2 separate regions of the Mus musculus genome follow, and region 1 is linked to region 2. Evidence: chromatin contacts called from public HiCAR-type data. All regions are on one chromosome and are shown on one strand. The core of a region is the stretch at or near the end of the contact, and the rest is flanking DNA. Distances in the headings are between cores, read along the strand shown.

What was found. HiCAR-type assays count read pairs that join an accessible place to other places.
Region 1: a HiCAR-type map of astrocytes shows a contact between it and region 2, with 2.6 times the contacts expected there. The contact joins the promoter of Ckap2l here to the promoter of Ciao1 in region 2. A contact is called at or near these places in 1 of 39 promoter capture datasets (pre-B cells) and 1 of 115 datasets of contacts at active chromatin or transcription factors (astrocytes).

Annotation. Positions count from the first base shown.
Region 1 is chr2:129,295,534-129,298,478 of GRCm38.p6, reverse strand. It overlaps Ckap2l (cytoskeleton associated protein 2-like), which reads left to right and starts at 1,267. Exons shown (of 9, transcript NM_181589.3): 1 at 1,267-1,374; 2 at 2,099-2,165. The coding sequence starts at 1,338. Gm14023 (predicted gene 14023) reads right to left here and starts at 1,109. Exons shown (of 5, transcript NR_040371.1): 1 at 1,077-1,109.
Region 2 is chr2:127,246,285-127,249,224 of GRCm38.p6, reverse strand. Ciao1 (cytosolic iron-sulfur protein assembly 1) reads left to right here and starts at 1,409. Exons shown (of 7, transcript NM_025296.4): 1 at 1,409-1,743; 2 at 2,067-2,215; 3 at 2,512-2,623; 4 at 2,724-2,812. The coding sequence starts at 1,605. Tmem127 (transmembrane protein 127) reads right to left here and starts at 1,277. Exons shown (of 4, transcript NM_175145.4): 1 at 1,141-1,277; 2 at 416-733. The coding sequence starts at 659.

The DNA of each region.
Region 1 (2,945 bases), core at 18-2,517, 2.0 Mb before region 2:
GTAATATGGGTGCTGGGAACCAACTCTGGTGGCCTGCCAGAGCACTGCATGCTCCTTACCCCAGCCATCTCAGCGCTTTTTATCATATTAAAAAACAAAAACAAAAGCAAAAACTTTTGTGATTTTTTTTTTATTCTCCTTCACTCACCTGATAATGTTTAGGTATGCCAGTGATAACCTTTTCCTTCTCTTTCCTTCATGATTTTTTTTTTCTTTCTAGCAGGCCTTTGTTAGCATTTTAACTTTACCTTGTAGATGTTTTTCTGTTTAAATAAACTATTATGTTTCCATGTTTTATTTCCATTCTTAAATTTATATAATTCTGTTCTTTACATTTTCTATTAGGAAATCTTTGTTATTCTTTTAAAAACTCTTCTAACCCCTTGCCCTTTTCTCTTCCCACCATAACATCCTTCTCCAATAAATATCTTTTACGAGATTTGCTGCCTCATATGACTTTCGCGTTGGAAGAAGCCAAGAAGCAATTGACAGAGGAAGGGAAGAAACAAAGAAGTGGAGCGGGGCAGAGGCTCCTGAGCTCCTGGGCTGAGCTGGAGATACCCTCCCCTGGGAACTGCACTGCCTCAGCTGACGAGGCTTCCTCTCAAAGCTGTGTGGTTCCCCGGCTCTGATGTCTCAGGGTGTCCTTCCACAGGAATACCTTCTGACCCTCAGAGCTCTGTGGTTTCTGGGTTTCCGAGTCTCAGGGTGCCTTTCCAAGGGGACACTGTCCCACCTCAGAGCTGTGTGGCTCCTGAGCTCCTGTGTCTTAGGATGCCCTTCCCTTGAGACACTTTTGACAGATTGCGCCATTTTGACAGCTCCCGCGAGCTGCTCAGGGACTACACGGAGTTATGTTGTTTCTGTCCGGTATTCGGCTACAAGAATGAGAACAATAACTGATACGGACCATTTTCGTTTGGCATGCTATTATTTGCAGCCAAAGCCAGCCTAACTGATAGCACAGAGACTTAGGCTCCGGCTTGTTTCTCCCCGTTTCTTCAACTGTCACAACCGTCCTTAACCCAAATTTGGCTACAATTAGAGCCACTCCTCCGCCAGCCAGCATCACCCACCAGCTCCCACCTCAGAGGCACCGCTGCGGAAGTGACCTAGCCATAGGGCGGGCCTTCTCAGAAACTCTCCAATCGCAGAGCCTCAGGGGAGGTCCCCAGTGGGAATCGCCGAATGTCCATTTCCTGTTATCCCGCCCTCTCCGTCTTTTTATTGGCGAATTTCAAAGTCGCGGAAGCCAATAGGAGCGTCCAGACGGGCGCCCGGTTCTCGTACTAGAACAAGGCGCGCCCTTTGAAGGAAGAAACTGTCGCCGTAGAGCCATGGTGGGGCCCGGCCCCACTGCCAGCGCAGCCGCGGGTAAGTGTGGTCGGCAGCCTCCAGAAGCTGCCAGGCCTCCCCCGCCTGCTTCAGTCTCCCCCGAGCTCAGTTAGGTTAAGGACGCTGGACCCGGGCCACGGCGAGGAGCGGCGCGCTCCGTTGCCGCAGGGGGACACCCCTGCATTGCTAGTTATGGCCAGAACTTTGACAGCAGTCAGGTGGCAGGTTCGGCCCCAGTCCGAGTCTCTGCAGGTTCACTGATAAAATGTGCGCTGTCTGGAGGTTGATTGATAAACTGTGGGCTGAGGCTTAAGGATGCTGTGAACCCTGGCCTCCGAGGGACCTGGAGCCCTTTCTACCTCTCCAGTATGCCCCTCCCCCGTGTCACCTTTGAGATGCACACTCTGTCCTCACTTATGGGCCTGCGGTTCTGCGCACCGTCCTAGGCACACAATTTGTAACTCAAGGGTTAAAAAAAAAAGTCTTGATTCCAAATCCTGGCTTTGCTGCACATTAGTGGGTAAATTTAAGCCTGTCACTTCATCTGAGTTTCAAACAGCCAAATACCTCATAGGATTGATGGTTAGTGTAAACAGCTTAGTAAAGAGCTTGGCACCAGGCTGATACCGTTGGTATTGAAAGCAAGCATAACAGGACTGGTGACTTTATCAAAGCCAAAATAGCTACAGGGAAGTATCATATTTAAAGATATAAAGGGTTTTCTGTAATGTTTTTGGTGTTTGCTCGTGTCCATGTTTTACAGAAGAACGGTGGCAGAAGCTCCAGGAGTACCTGGCAGCCAAGGGAAAGCTAAAGGACCCCAACGCCAAGTGAGTTTACCTTCCCATAGTTACACTGGCTTTGTTGCCCCGGTTGCTAACAGCAATGAACGGACCAGCCCTTCTGTTTCCAGTCTGTTTGACTTGCATCATGGTGAATCCTGTAATAACAAAAGGAGCATTTCAGTCCTTGATTTCAGGCATGACTTAAAAAACAAAACAAAACAAAAAACCAGCAACCCCTAGGCAGTGCTGTCTATTGGCAGAAATTTAAGCATTTTTTTTCCTAACAGTCTCCAAAGGAAGGAAGGCTCTACACTACACTGTTACCCACATCTCTGGAAGCTCTTCTGGTTCCTTCTTTCTCCTGGGAAAGTTGGTTCCCAGCAGCGCAGATTTTGATCAAGAAACTGGAGGGCATTTCTATGGTGTGTGCTTACGAAGACAGGAGAGTTGGTTATGGTCAGTCCACAACAGTGGCATGCCAGCGTCCTCCCAACTTGTCCTTTGGTGTTCCCTGGGCATGTATTTGAGGTGGACAGAACATCCTTTGCTTTTCTCAGCACTGTACCATCTTTGCCCTGTTATTTCTCTCTCTTGCTTAGCAGGGTGTATTTGCCTCCCACTTGAGTAGCTCGGTTGGTGTGTGTATGCCAGAGGGGGATTTTGGGTGTCTTGCTCTAACGCTGTCCACCTTATTCCCATAAGACCGGATTGCTCACTGAACCCGAAGCTCACTGCTTAGGTTAAGCAGGCTGGCCAGCACTCTCTCTCCCATGATCCACTCATCCCTGTCCCCTAGTGCCTAGGGTTAGAGGGATACTCACCGTG
Region 2 (2,940 bases), core at 160-2,659:
TATCATAGAATACTAAAATGTCTTTTACAATTGGTCACATTAACAGTTCTGATTTCTCCATCGATCGAGCTGCCCCAAACGACTATTCTGCATCTCACATGTCCGTTAGAAAGGGGAGGCTAATTGTAATACCTGACAAACACCCTTTTTTCTTCTACCTACCTCTGGCAGAAACCTAAAATAGCAGCAGTTTGGATTAGCATGACGGTGAGGAGTAGGTGCTTGGCTGAATAACATCAAAATTAATGAGAGGCTAGACCCCCAAACAGAGCCACCTGGTGGGCATGAACACCAAGCAAGAATGGGGCTGTTTCCTTTGACAAATGACTGCCTCTGGCTATCTATACTTCAGCCAGCCTCATATCTGTTCTGCACCGCCCCTCAAGCCAAGAGAGCAGGAGCTCAGCGCTCTCACCTTTTAGCAGATCCGGGTTTACATAGCCCAGCACGTCCGAGACCCCCAGCTCCTGGCGGGAACAGGTGCCTCCATGGATGTGCAACCAAGCGGGCTCCGCGAGGGCAGTGCACAGCGCTGTGATGGACAGGGCGCCAGGCAGGGCCGAGGCCAGGCTCCGCTCCGGCTGCTTGGGAAGAGCGCTGCTTCCCGGGCTTCTCCGCCGGCGCCCTCCCGGCAGCCCGGCACCTCCAGGGGCATACATGCCCGGGGCTGCCCGCTGTAGCTCTGCGGTCGTTGGTGGTGGCCGCCGACCTCAGCGGGGCGCGCAGAGCCTGTCTGTACCCAGGTGGAGAGCAACGCAATGGGCGGCTGGCCCGGAGCTGTCAGGGCCCGCACCAGAGACTGCGGGGTGGGACCCAGGGCTGAGCACAGACCAAAGGACTGCGGGAATTCGGGGGGCGGGGACCGAGGGCTCTGGATGAGGGGTGCTGGATCAGGGCTCGGAGATGGCAGGGGACTACATTGGCTGTAGACATGCCAGGATGAACGGGCGGAGGTACTGGGGGGCCGGGGGAGGGGATCGGCTACTGGCAAGGGGACCGGAGGAGACTTGGACCAGGGTTATCAGACAGAGGGGTGCTGAGGGGCGGAGGATGCAGCTGGGCCGCCGAGATCGGGAATCCGCACTTTGGGGTGCGACCTAAGCCTCAGTAACCCTCCCTACTCTAGTCCCTGCTCCTCACCGGTCAGCAGGCCTCAGGGCTGGGATGGCGCCGCTCCGCCCGGTCACAGGCTTCTTAGCTGCCCGGGCCAAACGATCCCAGGCCCCAAACCCGCAACGCCCAGACGGACCCTGGCCGATGCACTTCCGGCTTCCTCCAACCCCACCCCACCCCCGCCTCCTTCTTCTCCGGCCCTCCGCCCTGCCCTCCGTGCGCGTCACTGTGTGCGCGCGCCGCTTGTTCTTGCGCAGGGCATCAGGGTACTGGTAGTTCCGGACTGTCCCGCGAGGCTTCCAGTTACGGAGGATGAGGGGAGTGACTACAAGTCCCAGAAGGTCACGCGGCGTCAACAGCGGGCACGTCAATTCCTAGGGCGACATATTTTGCAGAAGCTGTACATCTGACGGTCTCAAGGTTCTATAGTGCCCAGCGCGTTTGGCGCGTTGCTTCTCTCGGTGTGCTCTCCTTACCCTAAAACAGTCGCCATGAAAGATTCTCTGGTACTGCAGAGCCGCGTCCCGGCGCACCCGGATTCCCGCTGCTGGTTCCTGGCCTGGAACCCCTCGGGGACCCTGTTGGCTTCCTGCGGAGGCGACCGTAAAATTCGCATCTGGGGCACCGAGGGTAAGGCCTGGCTTGGCTTTGTGGCCCTGGTGCCGAGGAAAACACTACTCTGAAAAGTGTCGGGGAAGGAGTGTGCCAGCGTCAACAGAGGCTGGAATTGTTGCGGGAACTGGGATATTTGCTGCGGGAACTGGGATATTTGCTGAGGTAGAAAAATGAGGAAAGTCGCCTGAAGAGCAGTTTAACAGTTTCAGAATCTTGATCGGTTGCATCGTAGTAATAATGGTGACTGACTTTGTCCCAGCAACAGGGTCCCACTTAAAGTACTACTTAGTGAATGGCATCGATGGCGCTCCAAAGCCTAGCCTGTTCTCTGCTTGCAGGTGACAGCTGGATTTGCAAGTCTGTCCTTTCTGAAGGCCATCAGCGCACCGTTAGGAAAGTGGCCTGGTCCCCGTGTGGAAATTACCTGGCATCTGCCAGCTTTGATGCCACCACTTGTATTTGGAAGAAGAACCAGGATGACTTTGAGGTAAACAGGTTGGATGGGAGCAGTTTATTACCTGTTTGCACCCCAGGGCTTGGTCATATTAGTTACAGCCTTAACTTAATTTCTACACTATAGAAATAGTAGCTGAGTATGGTAGTTCATGACTGTAATGCCAGCATTTGGGACACTGAAGCAGGATGATTGCTGTAAGTCCACCAAGGTCATCCTGCTATAGAATGAAACCCTTTCTCAAACAACAACAAAACTGCTCTCTTAGATATTTTACTAGGGCTTAGGACTCTTAGCTGCCATTAACTCAATATCCTTTCCCTTTCCAGTGTGTGACCACTCTTGAGGGCCATGAAAATGAGGTCAAGTCAGTGGCTTGGGCCCCATCTGGCAACCTCTTGGCTACCTGCAGCAGAGATAAGAGCGTGTGGGTCTGGGAAGGTGAGTCTAGGTGCCTCTGGGTACAGCAGGAAACCAGCTCGCTGGCTTTCAGCTTTGTCCCTGACTGGTCACCTCTGGGTCTAATTTGTTCCTCCCACAGTTGATGAAGAGGATGAGTATGAGTGTGTCAGTGTCCTCAGCTCTCATACGCAGGACGTTAAGCACGTGGTTTGGCACCCGAGCCAGGAGGTAAGAGTGAGACAGGGTGGGAAAGAACCTGCTGTGGAGGTTTGTGCCCAGCCTGCCTCCACTCTTCAGAACCACTCTTGTTCTTAGAGGGATCGCTGGGACTGTCCTGCTCTGACAGGGTTTGATAT